Linked DNA regions of Sus scrofa: regions 1, 3 and 4 are each linked to region 2. A link is a contact called in public Hi-C and promoter capture Hi-C data. All regions are on one chromosome and are shown on one strand. The core of a region is the stretch at or near the end of the contact, and the rest is flanking DNA. Distances in the headings are between cores, read along the strand shown. Region 1 holds the start of RANBP9 (ran-binding protein 9). Region 2 holds the start of TBC1D7 (TBC1 domain family member 7). Region 3 overlaps PHACTR1 (phosphatase and actin regulator 1). Region 4 holds the start of NOL7 (nucleolar protein 7).

Evidence for each region. Promoter capture Hi-C pulls out the DNA fragments that hold promoters and counts their contacts. Hi-C and Micro-C count contacts between places; a contact is called where the count stands out from the background.
Region 1: a promoter capture Hi-C map of fetal liver shows a contact between it and region 2, with 2.3 times the contacts expected there. The contact joins the promoter of RANBP9 here to the promoter of TBC1D7 in region 2. A contact is called at or near these places in 2 of 5 promoter capture datasets (fetal liver and liver) and 1 of 2 datasets of contacts at active chromatin or transcription factors (alveolar macrophages).
Region 3: a contact with region 2 is called in a Hi-C map of embryonic fibroblasts, with 4 times the contacts expected there. The contact joins the enhancer-like site here to the promoter of TBC1D7 in region 2. A contact is called at or near these places in 2 of 5 promoter capture datasets (fetal skeletal muscle and liver), 28 of 47 Hi-C or Micro-C datasets (adipocytes, adipose tissue, alveolar macrophages and 17 more) and 2 of 2 datasets of contacts at active chromatin or transcription factors (alveolar macrophages and skeletal muscle).
Region 4: a promoter capture Hi-C map of fetal liver shows a contact between it and region 2, with 4 times the contacts expected there. The contact joins the promoter of NOL7 here to the promoter of TBC1D7 in region 2. A contact is called at or near these places in 1 of 5 promoter capture datasets (fetal liver), 2 of 47 Hi-C or Micro-C datasets (liver and skeletal muscle) and 2 of 2 datasets of contacts at active chromatin or transcription factors (alveolar macrophages and skeletal muscle).

The regions. Positions count from the first base shown.
Region 1 is chr7:10,056,454-10,059,153 of Sscrofa11.1, forward strand. It overlaps RANBP9 (ran-binding protein 9), which reads right to left and starts at 1,304. Exons shown (of 16, transcript XM_021100196.1): 1 at 971-1,304; 2 at 938-968; 3 at 630-935. The coding sequence starts at 1,216.
Region 2 is chr7:9,707,499-9,710,198 of Sscrofa11.1, forward strand. TBC1D7 (TBC1 domain family member 7) reads right to left here and starts at 1,283. Exons shown (of 9, transcript XM_021099767.1): 1 at 1,075-1,283; 2 at 165-655.
Region 3 is chr7:9,307,150-9,309,849 of Sscrofa11.1, forward strand. The region is part of intron 4 of PHACTR1 (phosphatase and actin regulator 1); the gene reads left to right. Among named protein-coding and RNA genes, the nearest start is that of PHACTR1, 200 kb to the left of the region's middle. Within about 2 kb of position 1,367, at least 5 of the 83 cell types and tissues checked have an H3K27ac peak or open chromatin away from gene starts, as enhancers often do. A contact at or near this core is called in embryonic fibroblasts, where this site is marked.
Region 4 is chr7:9,968,064-9,970,763 of Sscrofa11.1, forward strand. NOL7 (nucleolar protein 7) reads left to right here and starts at 1,420. Exons shown (of 9, transcript XM_021100198.1): 1 at 1,420-2,700.

The DNA.
Region 1 (2,700 bases), core at 54-2,553, 350 kb after region 2:
GGCATTTCCAATCAGCAGAGGTAGGTTTCTGCTCCCCTAAGAAAACACGTACTCCAGAGGTTTCACCTCTCTTACCCTCCCGTAGCTTTCAGCAAGATACACCGACGCCAAACTTGGGCCCCGGTCCTTTTGTCCCCCTAGACGGTTTCTGGCCTAATTTTGGGCAAAATCCTCCACTGATTACTCCTCCCCCTACACGTCCCTGCTCTCCCTTAATTAGAAATTATCCCTCAGCACCGTGCCTCTCTTCCCCCCACGTAAGAGGAGAGCGCCTGACCCACCACCACCTGGAGAACAATGTAACCCAACTCCGAGCCCAGAGATTCCTCCATCCCGGCCCTACGATTTATCTCGAAGGGAAATCAGAAAGCGAGTTATGTCCTGTCATCCTGGATTCCCCCAAGGTGTCCTGCTCCTGGCCTGGGATTACCAGCTCCATTAGATCCGAGGGCGTTAAACTCACCTTCCCCTGCCCAGAACCGCCCCTTTCTCCCGACCCCAAGGCCGCCCTCGGAGCAGCAGAGCCCGTGGCGAGTCCCCTCCGAGGGCACCGGGCCCGGGCAGGGCTGGGGGCGGGGGCGGGCCGGGGTCGGCGGCCCTGCTCCCACCGCAGGACACACGCCCAGTACCTTTGTAGTGCACCCGCAGGTTGTTCTGAGACAGGCCGATGTAGCTGAACTTGTCCTTCGGGCTCCAGGACCGGGGCAGCGGCGTCTCCTGCTCGTCCACGGCCGGGTACAGGCGCTTGAGCCGCCGCTGCAGCTCCTTCTCCTGCTCGTTCAGGGCCGAGTCCCCGTGCGGGAAAGGCGCCGCGGCGCTGCTGCCTGCCGCCAGGGCCGGGGCCGGGGCGCCTCCGGCCGGGCCGGGACCCGCGGCGAGGCCCGGGGGTGCGGGGGGCGCGGTGGCGGGGGCGGCCGCCGAGGCGGGCGGCGGGGCGGCGGGGGCGGCGGCGGGGCCGCGGTGGCCGGGGCGGCGGCGGCGGCGGCGGGTGGAGGAGCAGGGCGGCCGCCGCGGCCCCCAAGCCGCCACCGCCGCCGCCCGCGCCGCCGCCTGGTGAGCCGGCCGGTGAGGAGCCGGCGCTGACGGCCGGGGGTGCCGGCAAGACGACTCCGGGCACCGGGGCCACGGCCGCCGGCGGTGGCGGCGGCAGCTGCTGCTGCTGTTGTTGTTGCTGCTGCGGCGGCGGCGGCGGCGGCGGCGGCGGCTGCCCGGACATCCCGGCCGCGACTCAGCCTGCGGCCACCTCCACCTCTTCTCTCCTTCCTCCTCCGCTTCCCGGGGGCGCTGTCGCTGCGGCCGCCGGCACCAGGCGCCCAGTCCGCCCGCCCCGGAAGCAGGCGGCTGGCCGCGCGCGGAGGGAGAGAGAGCGCGACGGTTGGGGCGCTCGGAGCCGGGGGAGTGAGCGGCCGGCCGGGGGAGGCCCCGAGAGAACGTTGGCCGGGGCGCGGGCGCGGGCCCGGGACGAGGCGCCGAGGGCGGGGGCGAGGCGGGAGCGCGGGAGGAGAAGGCGCGGTAGCGGCCGCCGCGGCCGCTGCTCTCGCGGCTGTTTCCCGGCGGGCGGGCCGGGCCGGCGCGAGACGCTGCGCGCGGGCGGCGCTGGGCGAGGGGGCGGGGCCGGAGGCGCGAGCGCGGCACGAGGGGCGGGGCCGCGCGGGCGGCGGGGGCTGGCCCGCGGGGGTCCCGGCGCCGGGCGGAGGCGGCGCTGGGGAGGACGGCGGCGCGGGGCGGAGCGCTTCTGCCCGGGTCCCCCGGCTGCCCGCCGGCCGGCCGGGCGCGGGCGTCCCCGCCGTCCCCGAGAGCCCGTCACCTCCTCGCGCCCGCCCGGTTCCTCCCCGGGAGAACCTCCTCCTACTTTACTTCTTTTTGTTGTCGTCGCCCCACCTCCCCACCGTAGGGTTCCCGCTGGCGCGGCGGGGCCGCTTCTCGCCCAGACGAAAGTAATCGAGCCCCGCTGGCGCCGCCGCGAGCCCGGTCCACGAGCTCCGGCCGAACGCAGGAGCTCGGGTTCCCGGAGGTGAGGCGTCCGCCGGCTGCTCGGGCTCTGTTCGAGCTCGTGCCTCCGTGCAGGACCCGGCTGGCCGCCTCGCTCTTTACAAACCAACTGCTCTGCGTGCTTCACGGTCCTCAATACCTAACATAACCCTTTCTGAGGGGGAAGTCTCCCACTTAAAACAGGGAGCATTTTACTAATTTTATGAGGCCTTAAAGTGAACCTGGAGTGGCAGAAAGTGTCACTCGTTTATTAGGAAAACTAATAAAGATTGGCATTTCTTCAAAGAGCAGGAACACGAACCGTATGAACACAAGGTGTATTTCGGAAGGGCTTCAAGAGGCATCAAAACCTTTTATAGACTCATTAATTTTCATCACAGGCCTCGTGGTTAGGTAGCAAAGAATTATGCTCATTTTTAAAACAAGGAAATATTCACTGAGGTCAGCAGAGTCAAAAATAGGACTTCCTACTTTGCAATTCCCAGTAGTGATTTGCTTGGTAGACTACTTGGGCACAACTCGCCAAGTTTTGCTCTCTGACCGTCTACCTAACATTACTATTTTGTTTTCACCGCTTCCCTTCGTTCAGGTGATCCTTTCCTTAGCTGGCAAAAAAATCGAGCTTTCCGCATGTAATCTACACGATATCAATTCTGGTATTTTGTTTGCTTCCAAAGATACCAGGGTCATTGTTGGGCCAAACAGGTC
Region 2 (2,700 bases), core at 33-2,532:
GTGACGTCAGCCTCACTCCGCGCAGGGGGTGCCTAGTGCGCGTGCGCCGTGCTAGTGCGCGTGCGCGGAGAGCATGCGCAGACGCCCCACCCAAGCGTTTGGGGCCGACTCCGCTACTCAGATGCGGGATGGAACGCGCTTCGCCTGGCGCTCAAGTTCCCCACCTGCTACACGGTTCCCGGCGCCCGTCCCCCTGTTCCCTTTCTTCACTCCTGTTCCGGGGACCTCGCAGCTCCCTTACGCCCGCTGTCCCGGGCGGTGTGTGCCCCAGATGCGCTCTTTAACCCTGTGTGATCTCAGAGCCCCAGGAAAGGTGCTGTTCAGTCTGTCTGCGTTGGCATACTCCTGTTTTGCTCAATTCTTTTTGTGTTTCATTTCCTTTTTCTTGGTACGTGGAATTAAATGATTAGCCAAATGAGAAGTGTAAAGGCATCTTACTGAACATTTGCTGTACAAGAGTCAGCCCCACGATCACTTAATATTTTGGCAGAACTCCAAGACAGGCAGAGGAGAGGAAAGGCTGAGAATGGAAAAAAAAAAGGGAAGACTTCAGGTGTGTCCTCTTTGGAGGCTGTTGACACCGGGAAGCCGAGGTAGAGGAGAAGCCGGGGTCTCATGTGATCCATTAGCCATGCCTGGCTTTCCCTGTTTGGTCCTAAATTGGAAGCAAGGATAAAAATTAGGGGAAGCTGACAGTTATTAATCAAATCGTGTCCATTAATCAAATCCAGGCCACTTTGTTACAGTAGTTATTGTTTAGCTCCCTGGGTGGTTACTAAAGCTAGCGGTCAGGCTTCCTGCAAGTTTGACTCAGCAGGCTGGTTATTGTAGACAAGGGGCTGGTTTTCTAGGCAGGTTGCTTGCAGGTTGGGGTCAGTTCTGTTTTTATAATATAGTCCGACCACTGTCTGTATATTCAGCCTTTCAGATGAAACAGTATAAAAATAAATTACATGAAAATAAAGTTTAAAAACAAAATATACTAAATATAAGCTCCGACTTATTAGATTCAGACAAAACGACTCTTTAAAAAGGCTATTAAAGTTTATAAACACTGTCATTTTCTCCACTTACCTTATTACACACCCGCACTGGTCTCAGGGACACCTCTCTTAGCAGCACAGCCTGAGGGGGTTTTTAAACCCCATCCATTTGAGAGGAGCTGTTCCTGAACCAGGTCTTGCCCAAGGCATTGCAAGCCAAACACAGAGACACCAAGGTTTGCACGAGAACTTATCCGAGAGCCAGTCACACAGAGAAGGAACAAAGTTCAAACCTACTTCCCAGAAGGCAAAAAGCCTGAGGTATTTATAGGATAAAGAAACTGGGTGCTCAGAGGCGTGGCCATCCTGGGAAAAGGTGATTGGTTAATGGTCATTCTGCGCAGGTGTAACTAAGCTACAGGCCTCTGCACCTTCAGAAGATCACCCACAAGCTGCTCACACATGCCCAGTTGGGTGATTGGCGATCCCATCCAGGCTTACCCAGCTCAGCTCTAATTAGACACAGCTGACTCCCAAGTCCTGCAAAACACCTGGGCAAACATCTCACTGTTTGGGCTACATGCCCCTGGGAGGACCTGCAAGCCTTAAAAAAACCTTGGCTAGTGAAGGCATGTGAAATGGATGGGACCCATGGTTTCAGTACCACCCAAAGAGAAACGCCCATTGGGTGATGGGAGCTGCTTCCTTGAGAGTCCAAATCTGTAGAGAACAGAGTACACAGGGGCTGAGCTGTAGAGGGAATCTTGGAAATCAACAATACAAAAGGCAGTCCAGTTACAGTGTCAGTAAGTTTGTGGTGTTAAGGTTACACAGAACTTTAAAGACGTGTATGATGGTTGAACCCAAACGGTTATGCACCTCCCCGCCCCACCATCTTTAGTTCTCCAGGACCGGGGTACTAAGCCTGGCTTAGGCAGTGTTTCTTCACATTAGCAAGTAAAGTTCTTCAAGTTTTTGCTTTCAAGAATTTCATTTACTTCCTCTAAACCTTGGCCAATCACTAACATTTACAATCTTCTTTTTCTTACCCTTAAAATAGAGCTAATAGTGGCTGTGGTCTCATAGAGGCATGGGAAGGATTAAATGAGAACGTGTGTAAAGTGCTTGGCAGAGTGCCTGGCACATGACAGAGGATGTATGTGAATGGGCCATGAGCTAAATGGTGACATGGTTGCCTCTAACTGTCATTTACTGTGTTTTTTTTGATGAGCTGGTAAACAGAATATTTGGAGGCTTCTATGGGAACTAAGCCTCTTGGAGACTATTCTTTTTAAAATGTATTTATTTTTATTTAAATATAATTGATTTACAATCCTGCACCAATTTCTACAGTGCGGCAAAGTGACTCTGTTTTACATTTGTATGTATATATACACACACACATACATATATATATATATATACACATATATATACCTTCTTTTTCAATATTCTTTTCCATCATGGTCTGTCCCAGGAGAATGGATACAGTTCCCTGTGCTATACAGTAGGATCTTACTGTTTATCCATTCTAAATGTAATAGTTTGCGACTCCTAACTCTAAGCCCCCAGTCTATCCCACTCCCTCTCTCCTCCCGCTTAGTAACCAGAAGTCTGTCCTCTATGTCTGGGAGTCCATCTCTGTTTTGTAGGTTGGTTCATTTGTGTCATATTTTAGATTCCATGTGTAAGTGACATCATATGGTTTTTTGTCCAT
Region 3 (2,700 bases), core at 117-2,616, 400 kb before region 2:
AAAAAAAAAAAAAAAAAAAAAAAGATCCCCGGCCTCGCTCAACAGGTTAAGGATCTGGCATTGCCATGAGCTGTGGTGTAAGTCCCAGGTGGGGCTCGGATCTGGCGTTGCTGTGGCTGTTGTATCGGCCGGCAGCTGCAGCTCCCATTCAACCCCTCCCCTGGGAACTTCCATTTGCCACCGGTGTGGCCCTAAAAAGACAAACACAAACAAGCAAGACATTCCCCCGAGGTCCTGATGTGGCTCAGTGGGATTGGCAGCATCGCTGCAGAGCCAGGACGCAGGTTTGATCTCGCCACAGTGGATTAAAGGGTCTGACATTGCCACAGCTTCCGTGTAGGTCGAAACAGTGGCTCAGATCTGATCACTGGCCTGGGAACTCCATATGCCACAGGGTGGCAAAAATGAAACAAAACCAAACAAATAAAACACACAAGGTATTCCCTCCCCTGCTTCCTTCCCCCAGAAAACTTCTAGACATCCTGCAAGTTCCGGCTCAGATGTCCACTCTTAGCCAAATCTTTCCAGACAGCCAGGGCCGTCCACTTGTCCCTTTCCCTCTGCTCTCGTCTTATTTCTTCACCGGCAGTATTTTAAATTGCCTGTTTACATGTCAGGCTGTGTCATCAGCTTACGATCCAGAGGCCTGGACTGTTTCTTATTCAACTCTTTATCTCTAGCGCCCCTCACAGTAATCGGGATACAGCAGACCCTCTGTAAATGTTTGTTGAATGACGAATGGGGAATGAATGGGTGATAACAGACTCAAGTCCGTGTGACACATTTACTGCCATGAGTTGGAAGAGCAAGATCGTTTAGGGAGTTGGGCTTCGTATCTTGTGGGGAGAAATCATAGACCCACATAAAAATGCTATTTCTGTGCCCTTAATAAAAGTACAGTTTTGGAGTTCCCTTGTGGCTCCCGGGTTGATACTAGTCAGTGGGTCGAGAAGCCGACTAGGATCCATGAGGATCTGGCATTGCCGTGAGCTGTGGTGTAGGTCGAGACACGGCTTGGATCTGGTGTGGCTGTGGCTGTGGCATAGGCTGGCATCTGCAGCTCCGATTCGACCGCTAGCCTGGGAACTTCCATATGCCGCGGGTGCAGCCTTGAAAAAAAAAGTGCAATGTTGACAATCAGTAAATTTACAAGTGCTAATTCAAAATGATGAACAACTCTGAAATCGCAGGAGAATTGGCTACTCCAGGGCCTGGGCTCCTGAGTAGAATAAATTGTGAAAGTGATAAAGTGACTCATGATTTTTACTTTCAACATGTCAGCATCAGAGGCGGCTGTGGCATTTCACCCACAGAAACTCAGAAATCCGGTGGTTTCTGGTTCCATTTCCTTTTTGAGTTTAAGCGGAAAATGAGCAGCAGAAGTAAGGAAAGTACATACTTCTGGTTGTAATTCTGGCTTCCTCTAACAATAAGTAAGTGTGCCAGCTCTTTGCAATTGCCAAGACATGGAAGCAACCTCAGTGTCCATCAACAGATGAATGGATAAAGAAGATGTGTTATGTTGCATATATAAACATATATATATACACACACGCACACAAATATATATGTAATAGAATATTACTTAGCCATAAAAAAGGAATGAAATAATGTCCTTTGCAACAACATGAATAGACCTAGAGATTATCATACTAAGTGAAGTGACCCAGACAAAGACAAGTATTATATGACATCACTTACATGTGGGAATCTGAAAAACAGCGCAAATGAACTAACAGAAACAGGGTCACTGACATAGAAAACAAACTTATGGTTACTGAGTGGGAAGGGATCAGGGAAGGATAAATTGGGAGTGTGGAATTAACTACCATATAAATAGATAAACAACAAGGATTTACTGCATAACCCAGGGACCTATATTGAGTATCTTGTAATAACTTATAATGGAAAAGAACCCGACAAAGAACATGCGTATTTACACACACACACACACACACACACACACATTAGAGAATCCCCACGTGGATTCCCTCCCTTAATCCTCACGTTGCTTTAATCAATTCCTTTTTCCATGACTAGGGACAGTTCTTCAAGCAGCACAAGATACCATTTTCAGTCTGGCCTCCCAGTGAGTGAGAAGAGGCACGCCCCCTCCAATGGCAACTTGCACAAATCTGGGAACCAGGGCCTCAAATTTTGCACCCTAGGCACCTCATCTGACTCTGCTTAACCTTGGCTCTGGACCTGGGACAAGTTATGTTATTTCTCTTAGCCTCTTCTGCAAAATGAGCCAATCTGTGCCAAACTCATTATCAAAATCAAAAGATTATTTAAAGGATAGATGAGGTGTCTTTTTTTACATTTGCACAATGTTTGAGACATAGCTAAGTACCCAAAATGGTGGCAATTAGTATTATTTTCAGGTTCTTTGAACTTGAAGGCATAATTCTCCCTTCTTTCGATTTAATAAAAGGTTCACCACATTTTAGATACTGGCCCGTGATTTTACACTAGGAGTCAAGATTTAAGGAGCTTTCTCACTGATGACATGTAACCTGTTGTCTTATGAGCCGAATGACATCGCATCAAATTAATAAATATTTTATAATACAACCAGACACCCTCTACATGCCAGTGAAATAATGACAGATAGCCATGGAGGCACTCACAAAACATGGCAAATTTTACGTACAGTAGTAGAGGCAGTGTCAATACACACAGGATAAATGCACTGTCAAA
Region 4 (2,700 bases), core at 170-2,669, 260 kb after region 2:
GCCGATGGTGAGCTGGAGGTTGGAAGGTCTGGCAACATCTTGTGATTCTCCGGTTGGAATCCTCACTGCTGCCAAGTGACAGGGACGTAGAAGCAGGGGGAGTAAAGGTGTTCCGAAGTCATAGAACTTCTGAAGTCAATTCATGGGATTTGGTTTGAACCGAAACACAAGGTGCCTCTGACACGTTTGGTTGGTGACGGGGAGGGACACACGTTTGTCAGGGAATGATCTAAAAGATGTAATTTTCCAGATTGTATTTCTGCTCTTTGGGCAAGGCTAGAAGTAGAGGGCTAAACCCCTGATATTTGTGACTTTTGCACAAGGTTTGGTGGAAAATAAAAGCACTCTCTACAGCAGGTCATTTGCTGTATAAAGGTGGTTATCCCAAAAGATGTCTTCGTTGGGGGCTTTTTCTTTTCCGTGCTTAGCTTGTCTGGCTGCCTTCTTACCTCCGGGTCCAGAGAGAGAGCTTACACCATGAACTCATGCTCCTGCCAGGAAGGAAGGGAAACGTCACAGCCAGGTGGAAAATCAGGATGAGAGAGAAGAATGATGCAAAATGTGTCGACTCTGTGGATACACACGGCCGGCCGCCTCTCATTTAGCACCACCTTTCTCAGCAGCCAAGGGGGAAAGGGAGCTGCAGGTTGGCCGTTTCTCAAGATCGTAAACAGAAGCACGCTCCTCCTCCCCACAAACACAAGCCCTGTGGGGTCTGCCAGGCTTTCCAGACACTGAATTTCTTCGAAGGGAGTTTTTCCGGGGAGACTTTAATGATGTATGCTCGTGGTCATGCTCCCTTGAGGTCAGGTGGGAGGAATATAGCCTTCTCGAGTCCCACCGTCGAATCCAGCACCATGAAGGCCTGCGGGCAGCCAGCATCAGAGGCTTGATGGGGAGGAGTGGCAGGAAGGACGTACATTCGAGGTAGACTCCCTGGGCAATTGTGCAGCTGAGCCACGTCACCTCCACCCCTTACAAAAATTGCATTTAACATGACACCCTTGGCTTTTGTAGAAAGAGATGACAAGACACTGTGACAGAAAACCCTGTACTGTGTTTGCAAGTCCTGCCCTTTAATAAATCCTAAGGATCCCTTGCACGAGCAAGAGGGGGGTCCGTAAGCCTCAGGGAAGCTCAAGGACCAGCCAGGCTCCCTCAGGACTCCCTTCAGACTTTCCACGGGTGGGTCAAAGCATCTACACTGAGGGGCTTGTAATACTTCTCATGCAGTTTTTGTGTAGAATACCTTTCTTCACTTCTAATAGCTTTGCGGTAGGGCTTCTCAGAGTGTGCACTATCCATCTCCCTAGTGTTAGCCGTGATTCAAGTCAGCATACTGTCTCAGAGTCTGATTATATTTTTCATTTGTCGTTTCTATCTGACCAAGGCGTATTTTATTTTTTATTTTTTATTTTTTTTTGTCTTTTTGCTATTTCTTGAGCTGCTCCTGCAGCATGTGGAGGTTCCCAGGCTAGGGGTCGAATCGGAGCTGTAGCCACCGGCCTACGCCAGAGCCACAGCAACGCGGGATCCGAGCTGCGTCTGCAACCTACACCACAGCTCACGGCAACGCCGGATCGTCAACCCACTGAGCAAGGGCAGGGACCGAACCCGCAACCTCATGGTTCCTAGTCGGACTCGTTAACCACTGTGCTACAACGGAAACTCCAAGGTGTAAATATTTTAGAATTCTTCTTTTCAATTCCCTTCCTCCTAGGCCCTTGGCACCAGTGGCTTTTTTTGTTTCTGTTTTGCCATTTTTGTTCACCTTTTAGTCTTGTTTTTAAACTAGGAATTGCTTCTAAATCCGAGAAGATGAAAAGAGCATTGAAAATACTACAAAATTCATGTGAGGCAGGATCATTTGACTTAATTTAACATTACTGAACATCAACCATATGAGAGATGTTAGAAATACAGTGATGAGTGAGACGTGGACCTTGACTCAAGGAGCTCACAAGGATTTGGTTGGGACAACTGTCATCTAAACTATTACACAGCGTGGACACTACAGCAACAGAAATTTGTGCAAGATTCAGAGGAGAACGCAGTTAAGAGATGGGCGATGGGCGCAGCGAATGGGGGCGACGTTAAGGTGCTTGAAAGGCTTCAAGAGGAAGTCCGCCTGGCTGGGAGTTTTTGAAGTTTAAATAGGAATTCTGTGTGTGTAGGGGGATGGGGGGTGGGGGGTATCACTAGAGGGAACCGCCTGTACAAATGCAAGGGGCCTATGAAACAGCTTGGTTTGTTCAGAGAACGGTGAATCATTTGCTATTGTATCATGGGTTAGGAGAAGATAAAAGCAAAGATTATGAAGGGCCACGGAGGCTAAGAGACGAAATTCGCATACTTGGGGCGGGTGGGCGAGTGGGGTAAATACACACAGGCTGGGGTTGCGTTCACCAAGTCATTGTGTCATGGGCAGCCGCTGTGCAAGGTCCTGGGGTTGCAGCAGTGAACCCGGGATCCCTGCTCTCGCCGAGCTCACGTTCTAATGGGGGAGTCAGTCAACATACAGGGAGAGGGGTCAGTGAGAACGCGGAGCAGAGGCACGGACAGCCAGTGGCCCAGGGCTGGTGGTCAGGATTCCTGCGAGACGGCGGCCGAGGTCGCCACGCACACGTTTGCTGCTGAGGATTTGAGTCTGAGTATGTCGACCTTGTTTCTTCGTTGGTGACAATGGAACATGGGGTCCTG